Linked DNA regions of Mus musculus: region 2 is linked to region 1. The links are chromatin contacts, called in public HiChIP or PLAC-seq maps. All regions are on one chromosome and are shown on one strand. Each heading gives the region's core, a stretch centred on a gene start, on an enhancer-like site or on the middle of the called end of the contact. The rest is flanking DNA. Distances are from core to core; before and after follow the strand shown. Region 1 has its middle 4.8 kb from the start of Gm46242. Region 2 overlaps Hdac4 (histone deacetylase 4).

The links. HiChIP or PLAC-seq counts read pairs in DNA pulled down with a chosen protein or histone mark.
Region 2: a contact with region 1 is called in an HNF4G HiChIP or PLAC-seq map of pancreatic cancer cells. The contact joins two enhancer-like sites. A contact is called at or near these places in 7 of 484 Hi-C or Micro-C datasets (the 3T3-L1 cell line, 3T3-L1-derived adipocytes, cerebral cortex and 4 more), 3 of 115 datasets of contacts at active chromatin or transcription factors (bone marrow-derived macrophages, embryonic stem cells and pancreatic cancer cells) and 1 of 9 other capture datasets (embryonic stem cells).

The regions. Positions count from the first base shown.
Region 1 is chr1:91,880,569-91,888,352 of GRCm38.p6, forward strand. No RefSeq gene overlaps it. Among named protein-coding and RNA genes, the nearest start is that of Gm46242, 4.8 kb to the left of the region's middle. Within about 2 kb of position 2,708, at least 12 of the 459 cell types and tissues checked have an H3K27ac peak or open chromatin away from gene starts, as enhancers often do. A contact at or near this core is called in pancreatic cancer cells, where this site is marked.
Region 2 is chr1:91,953,512-91,961,295 of GRCm38.p6, forward strand. Hdac4 (histone deacetylase 4) reads right to left here. Exons shown (of 27, transcript NM_207225.2): 19 at 5,900-5,955; 20 at 4,844-4,931; 21 at 2,531-2,650; 22 at 1,779-1,876. Among named protein-coding and RNA genes, the nearest start is that of Gm46242, 78 kb to the left of the region's middle. Within about 2 kb of position 2,875, at least 48 of the 459 cell types and tissues checked have an H3K27ac peak or open chromatin away from gene starts, as enhancers often do. A contact at or near this core is called in pancreatic cancer cells, where this site is marked.

The DNA of each region.
Region 1 (7,784 bases), core at 1,458-3,957:
CACTGCAGTGATTTGTGGTAATGCCAAGTGGACAAACACGTAAAAAGAACTCTACATTGGTGACATCCCAAAGGCAGCTTGCGAGCCTAAGGCTGAGCACGTGTTCCAGGCTCCAAGGACTGAGGTGGCTTTGGTACTGGCTGAATCTGAGGTTCTCAGCAAGCAGGAAGGGAAGACTAGTGAAACCCGCTTGTTGGAGAGTTAAGAATCACCCTGACATTCAGACACACACACACACACACACACACACACACACACACACACACGTGTGCCTTCAAAAGTTCTGAGAATGTCTGCCCCAGAGCTTAGGAAATTTCTGTCCAGCCATGAACATCTTGCTAAGCAGAGCACGGACTTGGAAGCATGAGACAATGCAGGACTAGCTTGTTGAGCAAGCAGTCACAATTACACCACCAACTGCAGAACCAGAGAACTCAGCTGTGTTCAGAGCAGTCTCAGATGTGACAGTGGACACCGAGACAGCTCTCCTCGAAGCCAAAAGATTAATTCAACGTCATGGATACCCTGACAAACAACATCGAGGTGATGCCTCTGAGGAGACTTCAGGCCCCTGGACCAGAGACAGATGGGGCGTGGGATGGAGGGCTCTGAAGACAGGAAGGAAATCAGGGCTCATCCAACAGTACTTGGGACCTTCTTATAGCTCTCTGAGAATGAGGGGGAGGTTCCCAGTCTGAGCCGGCAGATAGGCTTTCTGATTCCTACGCCAGACACTGGGAAGGGGTGGAACAGGACTCATGGCCACCAATCTCCCCTTTAACATAAACTAACGTCTCAGGTTTGAGATCCTGGAGTCTGGAAACCTGTCAGCTAAGGACTCACAGACGCGTCTCCGTAGGGATCCGTCAGTATCTGTGAAAGGGGGCTGTGGCTGTGCAGCAGCAAGATGCTAACACTGCATTCTTTCAATTATATTCCTTAAAATGTTCCCGAATGAGGCAAAGCAGTAAGGGAGTGTGGTCTTTGTGGGGGAAATCAGAGGAAGCTGTCTGGTGTCCTACCTAGGTATTGGACTTGATAAAGAACTTAAGTTAATTATTTTAAATATATTAAATAAAATGTAACTATTTAAACTGGCTGGAGGAACAGCCAAACATTAGATGGAGTTTGGGGACACTTATGGAAGAGTTGGGGGAAGGATTGAAGGACCAGAAGAAGATGGGAACCCCACAGGAAGAACAACAGAGTCAACAAACCTGGATCCCCTGAGCCACCAAGCAAAAAACATACATAGGGTAGAATAAGCCGCCCCCTCCTCCAGCACCTATGTAGCAGACAGGAAGCTCAGTCCTCATGGCTGCCCTGTCGGCCTCAGTGGGAGAGGATCCACCTAATCTGGCAGAGACTTGATGTGTCAGGGGCACGGGGGATACCTGACGGGGCGGGGGGAATCCTACCTCTCAGAGGAGAAGAGGGGGAGGAATAGGATGAAAGTATCAGTGAGGGAGGGACGAGGAGGGGGAGCAATATTTGAGATGTAAACTAATGGATGAATTAATTACTTAAGTAATTAAAATAACTGGAGGAAAAATTATAATTGTGTCTCAATGAAACAAAAGATCAATAGAAATAGTTATTTTTATTTATTTTGATTGATCTTTCCCCTACTTATTTTTAAGAGGTACATTAAAAATAAAAAGTTGTGCCAGGCAGTGGTGGTGCACAATTTTAATCCCAGCACTTGGGAGGCAGAGACAGGTGGATCTCTGTGAGTTGGAGGCTGGTCTGGTCTACAGAGTGAATTCTAGGACAGCCAGAGCGCATAGAAACTCTGTGTGGAAAAACCAAGAAACTAAAATTAAAAAAATAAAATATAAATAAATAACTAATGTACTGCCATTTTGGCATATGTGCACAATGTGCAATGTTTAAATAAAGTTACTTATATAGGGAATTAGATAACTACAAATTCAAGAGGGTCATGAAAATGAAGCTGTTTTTAAAATATCATCTTCAGAAAGGGACCCAGAAAAGGTACATAGGACCAGCATGCTGATTTGGTGCAAGGCAGTGGTTTTTAAGGTTCTCCAACCACAAGGAATTCCTGTCCTCTCTTCCCATAGGCCAGGACTTGCCCTTCCTAAATCTCCCTTCTCATTGGCTGAAGACACAAACTTTATCTAATGGGTAACTTGGGCTGTGGGCTCAGTCCTGCAGACTGTCTGCAACTTTCCAGTTCTCGGGGTTTGGGATAAGTGGGTGCACGCTGTCAGCTCAGGGAGACAGAGACTTCAGCCATCCTTCCTTCTAGGCTCCTGAAAGGCACCATGCACAACTGATATCTGTGGTCACCCTGTGGAGAGGCAACACAGAAGATCTACCAGGCCTCCATGCTTGGCTTAACTGTAGCTTAGCTTCTGCTAGTCCCGGTATCCCTACCTGCCTCCTAGTCTCCCAGCCTTTGCCCATCACTGGGAGATCAGCCTGGTTAGATCCCACACATGAGAGCACAAAGTGTTGGCCTTTTTGTGTCTGCCTTATTTCTCTAAAAACAAAATCTATCTCTACTGCCTTCTGCAACATAGTAGAAGCTTCCACGTGCTCAGGAAGGCTGAATGGTGTTCCCTAGCCAGTGAGTACCATGCTTCCTTTATTCAATAGTCATTTGATAGACACAGGCAGCCCTGTGTTCACCCCATTTGAGAACTGTGCCAGGTGAACACCAGTGTGCACACGTCTCGGGGACACACTGATTTTGCTTTGTTTTCTTTGGCTGTACGCCCAGCTGTGGGACTGCTGATCTTGCTGTAGCTTCACATGTTTGTTTTTCTGAGGAAGCGACATTCCATTCTTCATAGTGACTAAAGTATTTACCCTCAGCACAGTGTGCAGGGCTTCCCTTCCCTCCATGTCTCCACCAGCACTGGCAGATGCCTTACCTGTTTTGATCTTAACTTTTGTGAAAGAGCTACATGGAGGTCCTGGAGTGACAAGCACAGCAATGAAAATGAAAACTGTGCCAGAGGAGTCAACAGTACTTTCTTCACAAAAGAAGAAAGAGGGAGACATCGCAGACGTTAAAAGAAAAAGCAAGAGAACTTGTCACTTGCAAACCTGCCCCACCCATAAATGCTAAGGAAACTCTTAAGGCCAAAAGAAAAGCAAATGAAAAATTGCCAAAAATGCATAGCAAAGGGAATTTAAATAGTGTACCAAAAGGCGTTTTAATACCAAAAAAAAAAAAAAAAAAACCTGAAATGGAGTGATTAAAAAGCCCGTAAGAACACCCAGCAAATCTCTCAATTACCATGGATGGAGAAACCAAGGTATTCCAGGACAAAACCAAATTTACACAATAGCTTTCCATAGATCCAGCCCTACAAAGGATAATAGATGGAAAGTACCAACCCAAGGAGGGAAACTACACTCTAGAAAAAGCAAGGCAGTAATCTTTCAACAAACCCAAAAGAAGATAGCAACACAAACATAATTCCACCTCTAAAAACAAAAATAACAGGAAGTAACAATCACTGTTCCTTAATATCTCTTAACATCAATGGACTCAGTTCCCCCCAAAAAGACATAGACTAAGAAACTGGATACATGAACAGGACTCAGCATTTTGCTGCATACAGGAAACACACCTCAGTGACAAAGACAGACACTATCTCAGAGTAAAAGGTTGGAAAACAATTTTTCAAGCAAATGGTCCCAAGAAACAAGCTGGAATGGCCATTCTAATTTCAAATAAAATCAACTCTCAACCAAAAGTTATCAAAAAAAGATAAGGAAGGACTCTTCATACTGGTCAAGGAAAAAATCTACCAAGATGAACTCTCATTTCTGAACATCTATGCTCCAAATGCAAGGACACCCACATTCATAAAAGAAACTAGTAAAGCTCAAAGCATACATCCCGTCCCATGCAATAAAAGCGGGAGACTTCAACATCCTACTCTCAGCAATGGACAGATCATGGAAACAGAAACTAAACAGAGACACAGTGAAACTAACAGAAGCTATGAACCAAATGGATTTAACAGATATTTATAGAACATTTCATCCTAAAGCAAAAGAATATACCTTCTTCTCAGCACCTCATGGTATCCTCTCCAAAACTGACCAAATAATTGGCCACAAAACAGGCCTCAACAGATACAAGAAGATTGAAATAATCTCATGCACCCTCTCAGATCACCATGGACTAAGGCTGGTCTTAAATACCAACAAAAACAACGGGAAGCACACATACACATGGAAGCTGAACAATGCCCTACTCAATGATAACTTGGTCAAGGAAGAAATAAAGAAGGAAATCAAAGACTTTTTAGAATTTAATGAAAACAAAGACACATCATACCAAAACTTATGGGACACAATGAAAGCAGTGGTAGGAGGAAAACTCATAGCTCTAAGTGCCCCCCAAAAGAAACTGAAGAGAGCTTACACTAGCAGCTTGACAGCACACCTGAAAGCTCTAGAACAAAAAGAAGCAAATACACCCAAGAGGAGTAGAGGGCAGGAAATAATCAAACCAAATAGAAGCAAAAAGAACTATGCAAGGAGTCAACAAAACCAGGAGCTGGTTCTTTGAGAAAGTCAACAAGATAGATAAACCCTTAGCCAGACTAACCAGAGGGCACAGAGACAGTATCCAAATTAATAAAATCAGAAATGAAAAGGGAGACATAACAACAAAGTTTATCTTAAAATAACTATTCTGTTTGTTGAATAGCAACAGTTAAAAATATTAAAATCATGTTCTAGAATCATCAAAAACAAAAATAACGGGGGGGGGGTATGGGGGACTTTTGGGATAGCATTGGAAATGTAAATGAGGAAAATACCTAATAAAAAAATAACAACAAAAAAATGAAAAAACCAAAACACCCGTGAGACGACTGGGAAGGGAGACTTAGCACAGAGTCACAACTGGACAATGTAGAGAGTGAGAGACTTTGATGCCCTCAGTCCTTAAATGAATGTCCTCTCAGGGATCAGGGAACTCTGAACGAGGAGGTGAAAAGATTCTAAGAGGCTGGGGTAGTGGGTGACTCAAAGCACAGCAGCATCTTCCAGACACAATAGGACTGATGCTCACATGAACTCCCGGAGACAGTGGAAGCATGAACAAGACCTGCACAGGCTCAAACCGGAGGAAAGCCAGCTCGGGGTGGGGGGCGGGGGAGAAGCAAACACAAAGTCCCACCCCTGACCAAGAGCCTAGTTGCAATCACCATCTTCTGCAAAAGGAAAAACCCAGGTTTTCTCCAACAGAGTGTTACTGCCTGTATAGCAACTGCTCAAAGGGCAGGCCCCACGCCCACGATTGGTTGCACAACACAAAAGAGACTGGGTTATTTCTGTTTTCTGAGGGGGTTATTTTGGGGGGAAGGCATTGAGAAAGAAAGAACATGGGTGGGTAGGAGAGTAGGGGGAGCTAGAAAGAGTTGCAGGAGGGGGGAACATGATTAAAATATACTGAATGAAAAAATTTTAAATAAAAAAAATGGTCAAAATTCAATGAGAAAGGGAATCATGACATCACCAATGGTGCAGGGACAACTGACTAGCCACCTGCAGAAGAACGGCTTTGGGTCTTCTTCACACCTTGTACAGAAAATTAATGAAAATGGATTAAGCAAAACTATGACATTTAGATGATTGCAATTAGGCAATTTTCTCCTAGATTTGATATAAAAATTTAAGCAATCAAAGAAAACAGCAGATAAATTTGACTTTATCTAAATGTAAATAACAGTTGTTTTCTTAAGCATACACACACACACACACACACACACACACACACACACACACATATTTTAAAGTAGCACACAGAATGGTAGAAATTCTAGGAAAATTGTACATCTGGCAAATGAACTGTACCCAGGGTAAGATTTCTTACAACGCAACGATGAAATGACAGTTTTAAAGTGGGAAAGCATCTAAAGAGCATCGGAATGGCGACACCCAGGCAGGAGTAACTAATAAATTCTCCTTTTGGAATGATGGTGGGTCCTAGAATTAGATAACGGTGATGGTTGCAAACATTGTGAATATATTAAAAGGCGCAGAACTGCCAGGCGTGGTGGCGCACGCCTTTAATCCCAGCACTCAGGAGGCAGAGGCAGGTGGATTTCTGAGTTTGAGGCCAGCCTGGTCTACAAAGTGAGTTCCAGGACAGCCAGGGCTACACAGAGAAACCCTGTTTCGAAAGACAAGAAAAAAAAAAAAGCCACAGAACTGTGGACTTTAGGGATTACAATGGTTTGGTGCACTGGCATTCTGCTGGAAACACCTTTATCTTTTATGCACATTTACGGGAAGGACTGGGAGAACTTAAGCCATTGACAGAGATCATTCCTAGGTGATAAGTTGCTTTTAATGAAAATACTCTGAGCTTCTCAAGATACAAGATTGTTTCTTATTTAAAATGAAAGAAACCATGGATAATTGCAAGCTAATTCCCATGTGGCCAACAAGTAGAACTTTGTCAGCTGCCGGAAGCCTTTTCTGGTCACAGTCTGCTCACCCACATGAAGGGTGGCCACTGTCATAGCATCTGTGTTGATGTGTCCGGGTCTTCTCCATGTCACATACATAGTGTGTTTACCCACATGCAGTCCCACCTACTTTTGAACATAACTCCAGTTGTGTCTTGGATTCTTTTATTTATTTATTTTTTTAGCTGCTTGTCATGTGTCCCCCATGTTTCTCCATGTGACACTGACCAAATGACCTCAGTGCATCCACTAGGGAGACTGTGAGGACCACTGCTGTGAAGAGTCTAGATGGTCTATCACGTCTCTAGAGCCATCACATGTAATTCCCAGGGACTCACAACCTCAACTTCCCAGGAAATGCCCCACTTTTCCAAAGTGGTGGAAACAATTAAGACTCCCACGGTGGGAGTTCTGCCTGGGCCACGCCTTCAGCAACATCCTGCACGCTCAAGCTTTCTGCCAGCCCGATGGGTGTGTGATGGACCTCATACTGTGGCTGGTCTTGCTCTTCTATGACTACCCATGAGACAGATGAGACAGGACTTTTTTAGTAGTTACCGCCATTTGGACATCTTCTTCCAAGAAATGCCACGTATGAACTTGTGTGTGTGTGTGCATGTGTAATGTGGTATGGGTATGTATGTATTCTATGTGGTGTGAGTATGTGTGCTATGTATATAGGTATGGTGTGTATGTGTGTTGTGTATGTGTATGATGTGTATGTGTGTAGTATGTTTAACTGTGGTGTGTCTGTATATGTGTATGTGGTAGTATGTGTTTGTGTGTGTATGTGGTGCCGTGTATGTGTGTGTGTGTGTGTGTATGTGTATGTGGTGGTATGTGTGTTGTGTTGTGTGTGTGTGTGTGTGTGTGTGTGTGTGGTGTATGTGCATATGTGTGGTATGGTACAAGTTTAGATCTGTGTATGGTGTCAGGTAGGGATCTTCAGAGTCACTAGGTCATGTAAAAAGTAGCCACTTTGTGGTGCAAACCACCCACTCATTGCATGGTGAGGGATTCTGGTAGAGTTTGCTCTTTATCCTCATTGAGCTTGTGTTCTTAAGATCTGTCACTAACAAGCCCAGGAGCCCTAAAAAGAGACGCCCCAAGATTTCTGCTAACACTTCTTTCCTGCCACTTAATTCCTTCTTGGCAGAGGAAATGATCACTTTGTTCACCTCTCCAGGCATCAGTGGAAAGAGCACCTCCATTCCAGCATTTGCGGCCATCAGACAGCTGGACCCTGCATCTGCTGTGACTCTCACACAGGGCAGGGATTCCTGCTGTGGCACAGCTCCTGCTTCCTGAGGCTATGGTGTC
Region 2 (7,784 bases), core at 1,625-4,124, 73 kb after region 1:
AGAACAGATGTCAGGGTGAGGAAGGAAGGCTCACCTCAAAGGCCGGCCAGGAAGTTCAGACACTGCACATACCTGGCCAGGGACACCAGGGATCAGACTTGGGGCCCAGGACCACAGAACTGCAGGCACACTCAAGAAATTCCCCCTGTGAAGCACAAGGCCTGGGGGATGAGGGCCGGCCCAGTCACTCAGCTGTAAGGACTGATGAGTGGAGGGTATCCATTTATTGTCATCAAGAGTATTATCTTCTTTCTGTACCATAGCCACCATGAGGCCTTCACAGGCCCTGACCTGCAAACAGCATCCACTCAGAAATAAAGGCCGCTTACTGGGCAATGACTTTCTCTCTTACCACGGATAAATCATATCTCCAGTGCTGAGGAGAGAGCCAGGCTTCAGTGCTATTGGGCGAGTGCATGACAGTCCTGGCTCTCAGGCTCAGCTTCCATGGACTTTCTAGTGTTTAGGGGAGGGTTGTAAGTGAGGTGAGCACAGATCAATGTGGTTCAACCAAAGGTATAAGAGGAGAGGAGCAGGTCATAGGCAGCATGAAGCTTCTAAGGCCTGAGCGATCCCTGCCTGCACCTAGCCAACAGCTGAACAGCAGACCTTTGTAATCGTGTCAAATGAGATATGTCACTTCTAGGAACTACTGATGAGCCAGTCAACTCTCACCCACTCGGCCAGGACTCTACCATACTGGATCCCAACCACCTGTCCAATGAGAAGTGGGACTGAAAACCTACTTCAAAATGAGCAAGCAGATGCTGGGAAGTGCCCTGAGACTGGCTCCACAGCTAAAGAGCACATGGCAGGTCTATATAAACTTTACGGACACATCTCACTGACTAGGGGCATATACACTTGCATACATGCACACACACTTGCTCAAACCTCCAGAGATCTATGTCTTACGGAATAAGCATATAAACACACAGCAATAGGCATATACAGGGACACACACAGACACACAGACACACGGGGCGGGGGGGGGGGGAGAGGGAGGGAGAGAGAGAGATAAAGACATATACATAGTACCACTCAGAATCACATAGACACATGTACATATATCTACACACACACACAAGGCACCTGCCTGTACATATGTACTTCATATGTATAGAGGTCAAGACATGACCCCAGAATTACAGAAGAGGCAGAGAAGACCCTTGGAGGTCCGTTGATGTTCTTATCCATAATACAAAAAAAAAGTGCATTTTGAGACCCAAGGCCCCCCACGGGCCATGCAGGCCCAGGAACTACTCCTGGGCTATGGCTAACTCGTCTGGAGCCTCCACAGTGCACAATGGCTGGGGAAAGCTGCCACAGTAACACAGGAAGAAAGCGGGGCCCAGCCATCCACTGTTGGCTGCAGTCTGGCCTGATGGTAATAAAAAGAACTGTGGAGGATGGAAGTCAGTACTTTGTAAAAAGCAGCCAGTGTGAGGGACCAGATCAGCACAGACGATGTAGTGTGAGCTATCGCTCTCCTTCATTCAGTTCCACTTTCCTTTTACAAAGGGTTTGTGGAATAATGAGCAGGGAATGAGATCTTTACATCCTCAGTTTTCAGTGACTCATGAATACTTTCTAGCACAGCAGAAAACTTCCCCTTCTATCACCTCCCCATCTTACCACTGGGACTCAACAGGCTCTCAGAAAAGGGAACTCCTAAGAGAAGTGAGGCAGTACAACAATTAACTCCAGAGTCTCCAGATGACTTGGCTGCCCTGGACTCAGAAGAACCAGCCTCTGTGGTTGGACAGTGGGGTACTCACCTGAAGGCTGCCAAGTACTCAGCGTCTCCCATGGGGGGTTCGAGGCCACCCGTGAAAGCCATGTTGACATTGAAACCCACGCCTGGCCCTGTGCCCACCTGCGGCCACAAGGAGAGAAACTGTCACCAACTCAAGAGAATACCTGGCACAACCAACACTTGAACTAGGGTGGATTGGACTGGCGTGCCCACAGGGATAGCTACATGTCCCGTGCATATGTGTGTGAGCTCACCAGTGAAGCTGGCTACCAGTGCCAGGCACTGTCGTCAGCGGTACAGTTTTCACAGGGCTGCAGTTATCTACAGGCCCTGAACTAGGAGGAATCACTGAAAGACAAAAGTGACTCTACTGTGGGACCATCTTCAGGGGCAAGCTCTGTGTCCCTGGGCATGCTGCTTAAAGATGCCCCCTAACCACAGTGGCTGGGAGTATCATCACAAGGTAGAGAAGCAGGAGTCCTGGGGAGCAGCTCAGCAACCTCCCTTAGTGTGTGCTTTGCTCACTCTGAATGTAACCAGATTTGGTGTGCAGATTCCCACTAAACTAGAAAAAATTCTGGCCTAAATCATGCACAGGATAATCCAGGCTAGCATTTCTGGCAGGGCAACCTGAGCTGTAACAAGTGTGAAATACTACTTCTGTGGCAGATGCAGGGCCTGCACCTGCCTGGTTCTCTTGGTAGCTGTGGTATCTGGCTCCAAGATAGCTTGTTCTCCTCCAGATACTCACAAAGTTTCATACACTCCACATACCTCATCTGGTGCTCCACTTCCTGGGAAGAAGTTCCCATCGTCATAGCGGTGCAGGGACATGTAGAGAACATTGGGGTCATTGTAGAAGGCCTGCTGGGTCCCATTCCCATGATGTACATCCTAAGAGAACAAGAGAACTGGCTCAGGGAGGATCAGGCCTTGAGTTCGACCCTCCTACTAGGTGAATAGCCTGGAATCTCTGGTACACCTCATGGTCAGGTATTGTGGGTACATGCAGCATTACAGAAATGCTGAGGCAAGAGTCTGAGTAACTCTGAGCACATAGTGTAGTCCTGACTTCAGTGAAAGGGATAGATGGGGTTAGGCTTCTAGCTGAGCTGAGGCTGCTATGTCAACAAAGCCATCTGAGTAATCTCACATGCCTGCCTTATTTGTGGTAAGTGAGCCATTTCCTAAGGATAATCACTAATTGTGGGTTGGCTACTTACAGGCACGTCACAAAGGGCAGCTGTTCTCAAGCTGTGTGTCGCAACCCCTTTGGGGCTGCATATCAGAGTTCCTGCATATCAGATATTTACATTACGATTCATAACTAGCAAAATTACAATTATGAAAGAGTGGCGAAAATAATTTTATAATTGGGGGGTCACAACACAAGAACTGCATTAAAGTCTGCAGCATTAGGAAGATTGAGAACGACTGACATAGGATATGTGGCAGTTGACCCTAGGTGGTCATGAGTGACCCCCCACCCTGAAAAGAAAATGACCAGCTCTTTTCTTAAGACTTGATGCACATTTATCAAGAGGCAGCTTTGGTTTCTGCCAGGCCGGTGGCCACTGTTGTAGGTCATGGGACTTAGTTTCCAGGATGGGCAGGCTAGGTGGTTTTGGGCTGCATAGCGCTCTCTCTCTCTCTCTCTCTCTCTCTCCCTCTCTCTCTCTCTCTCTGTGTGTGTGTGAGAGAGAGAGAGACAGACAGACAGACAGGAAGAGAGACAGAGACAGAGAATGAGGAAAGCTTTTTCTACAGGGTCATTCATCTGTGCTCAGTGCACACTGTGGATGGATGCCCCAGCGCTCACAAACACAAGAGCCTTTCATGCCACGCACCAGGTTCCTGGTGGAAGGAGGAACCATTGGTAACACTGTACAGTAAGTGGATGAGTACTGTAAATGAATCATAGTAGTATCTATGTGTGTTACCATCATGCATTTTAAGACAAAGTGTGGCCCTGGGGAGCATGTCCTGCAGCCCTGGGAAGACGAGACTGTCTATGTGGGTCACCTGCTGACTTCCTTGTTCCCAGAACATAATTGTCACATCTATGTAGCCACCAACTGCATGGCACTTCTGTTTTTTGTTTGTTTGTTTGTTTGTTTTTGCCACTTCTCTGCTTGTTCCCTAAGGAAGGGCCAGGATGGAGGAGGGGACAGGTTCACTGGTGTAGAAAACTACAACCTTCCTGCCTTGCTCAGGCCCTGTTCCAGACCCAAGTTGACTTGTTCTTCTGGTTTATATTTTGTTGGTTCTTTTTGAAACTGAGAAGGGCTTGAAATCCAAATGCTGTCCCAACCTGATGTGGGCTTAGTATAAAGGATGTTATGAGACATCAGTACTAAAGAGTTTCTGTGTGCAGGTATATATTAGAACCACTGGTTTCTTACCGCTTTTCATGTAACATATAATTCTGTAGAACAGGGCTACCCAGCACGCATGTCCTGAAGACCACTTCTCTCAGCCAGGACCAGGGTGATCCAGCCTGGCAGAAGCCCAGATTGCCTCTTTTCCTGGTGTTTGGAGTTTATGACACGTAAGCACTGTAACTAAGGAGTGCTGGCAGGCACACCTCAACACCTGTCTACTCATGGGACAGTGACATTTGGCTTAACTCTCAGAGAAAAATCAGCCACTCCATAGTGGGGTTATAAGAAGCTCTGTTCATTTAGGAAGATGGAGGCTTAGTCATGTGTGTGGTGTGACTTTCAGCTAGCACAAGTGGGCAGTCCAGGTCCATGTCCCCAGGTCAGAGCATAGAGAAAGGTTGAACTTGACCTTCGATTCTCCAGCTTCCTAGAGACACTGCTGAGGACCAGCCATGGTGGCAATCCTCACTATGGGCACGATCCTGCAGGTCAGGGCCCATGAGGTTAGGATCAGCTGGCCAAAGTCTTGAAACCAACTTCTAATGGATGCAGGCTTCTCTGATCTCTGAGACTGTTTCCAGAGAGTTCAGTTCCTCAATTCCAAGTATCAACAGGACAAGGCCCAGTGCTCAATCAGGCTGTCCACTGGGGAGACAGGTGGGCATGCATGCTCTCCCCAGAACTGGCTAATGAGGCATCCACTCACCCAGTCTACAATGAGGATCTTGCTCACATTCAGCCTCTGCTGGAGAAGTTTGGCTGCAACTGCCACGGAGTTAAAGTAGCAGAAACCCCTGCAGAAGAGACACCTAGTTACTGTTTTTTACACCATTCATAGCAGAGCATTGTCTAAAGTCCCTATGAGGGTTCAGGGGAAGGCCAGCTGGTTCTTCTGCGGACCTCAAGTGATGGTGGTGATGGACCAACAGATTATAGACACATGAAGCCACACTAAATACACATATGCCATAGATTCACAGGCACAGAAGCACATGTGCCACGTAAGATTCACCCATCAGACACACATACTATCCTCCACAGACACACATGTATACACCGTTATATGAGTACACATACCACAGAAGATATCTACCCACCACAGAGAACCTCCCCCAACCCCAGATATACACACAGGCACACTTAAGTGCCTACACCCACCTACAGACACAACATACAAGCATACACAAACACACATGCAAACAGCACAAATATACACAGACACATATACATAGATCAGATGCGCGTGTGCACGCATGCGCGCGCGCACACACACACACACACACACACACACTGAAGACATACAAACACTGTTAATGGTTAATATTGGTTGACTTGACAGAATCTAGATTATCTAGAATATATCTAACTGGGTCAGCCTCTGGGGAAGGCTCTGAACAATTATCCTGCTTGGTTAAAAAGGTGGTAAAACCCATCAAAAATGTGAATGGTACTATTCCTGTGGGCTAGAGACGGGAACCATCACCACGCCCATCTGTGGCACAGCCTCCCTGATGTCATACTCATTTTTACCACTTGAACCACCTCTGATACACCCACTGGGGAAGCTAACAGGTGGCAGTGCCCATACTCCTCGTCCAACTGCATGGGCCTCAAATCACATGTCTATGTTTGCTGTGGGCAGAGGAGACAAAGCAATACACCCTGGGTGATGTGCACAAGGCCACTCAGTTCCTCCCCGGGCCCCCAGATGCTCACCCAGCCCTGTTACCCATGCTTTTAATCAGCCTGCTTGCCCACTTACATGGGTGTGCTCTCCTCGGCATGGTGTCCTGGGGGACGAACCACAGCAAAGCCATTCTGCAGATGACAGCAGACAGTGGGAAATAGTGAGGAAAGACATTTCTTATCCACAAGAAAGTCACTATATTCAGAATTCACAGAAGGATGCGGTTTCCATTACTACTAGTCACGATATGGATGGGGAATGGGGTTAGCTGAGCCTTGTTTTGCAGGCAATCTGGCTCCATTTTTAAGGCATGTGACCTGAGGACAGAGAGTAGACCCTCAGTTCTGTTTTTAAGTGCCTATGGGTCAGGGCTGCCATTGGAGGGCGTGTGGGTTAGGGTCTGGGATAGTCTTGTTGCATGTTGTTCACCAGCAGCCTTATGGCAGACAAGGATACAAATGAAAGAAAGCTGGCTATGGTGGTGAATGCTATAATCCCAGCAGCAAGATCAGGAACTTGAGGCCACTCTCAGCTATACTGTGAGCTAGAGGCTAGCTTGGCTAAATGAGAACTTATTTTCTCATTCTCTTAAAAAGAATAAAGAATGTTCATATAGGGTGCTGCTAGATCCATGTCATGCCTCAAGCAGGTCTTGGACTCACCTCTATCCTGACTGCAGCTTAGCTGTTGGGGAAACAGACAGCTCCTACAGTCCCCAACTCTCCTCCCACCCTGAAGAACCACTACAGAGTTGGCACTAGATGGCATGGTTGTATAACCAGCTCCCCGCTGCTCATACTTTACAGAACCAACGGTACACCCCTGGGACTGCTGCTGTAAAAACACTCAATTAGGCCTCTGACTCTTCACCAACACCAAGAAGTGATGAAGCTTTAACTGAGCACAAAAAAGTCGGCTGACTACTAACAAGGGTGCTGGACTGCTAAGCTGGCTCCTTAGGACAGGACATGGCAGTGGTAAGGCTGGGAAGCAGACCTAAAAGACAGACTGCCAACTCACTTCCTCAACCCTGTGTCTGCGCTCTGCGTTGAGTCCCGGGCACTGGCTTCTAACAAGCAGTTAAGTCTAACACATCTCAGATCCCACCTGCCTCTTGCATTGAGCAGACAACTGTGTGCATGGTGCTGAGCAGCAGCTGAGCATGGCATGAAGACATAACAGCATTCACAATGAGCGCAGATGAACTCCCAAGGGGCATTTCCCCATGAACATCCTCATGAAAAGCTTCCACAGTGCATACAAGCTTCCACTGTCAGGCCCACATCCTTTAGCACACTGTGGTGAGTAGGAAGACAGTGTGGTGGTTCTGAGTTTGGAAGGCCATGTATGGGCTAGCTCTGGGAAGCCTTTCTGCATGTCACTGTGAACTGAGATAGTCCCTCTTTTCTCCAGGATACTCATTTTCCTTGTAATGATGTCAGTACTTCTGGCCTTCCAATTTGGGGAGATCTAAGCCACTTTTCAAGTAGACAAGGCCATTTACTTCTGGGAAGAGGGTGGGCAGGAGCTGCCAGTGATGGGGCTCAGCCTTCAGAGCTGCCTGCCCCTATGTAAACGAGAGGCACCCTGACATGGGAGGGCACTTGATTTTTGCTAGGGCTCAGTGTGCTGGGACAGTTGCTGTCTGGTTCAGTAAACATCCTGTGGGTCAGACAACTACATAAGTAGGAGGCTGCAAGGTTCACATTGCATTGGCTTTAAAGATCTGCCATATGCCAACACTAACACAGGTCAGAGAAGTATCAAGTTTCTCACAAAGATCACAAAATACTCTCTTTCGACTCTGTCTTATCCCAGTGTCTCTCCATCAGTTTACACTGTTGTAACTCAGGTGTGAATCCAGCAGCCATTAAAAGGTCTCATTTTAATTTTAATACTGCTGATACTGAGGAGATGGGCCACATGAACAAAACCTTGCTAGGCTCCTCAGCCACTGGGA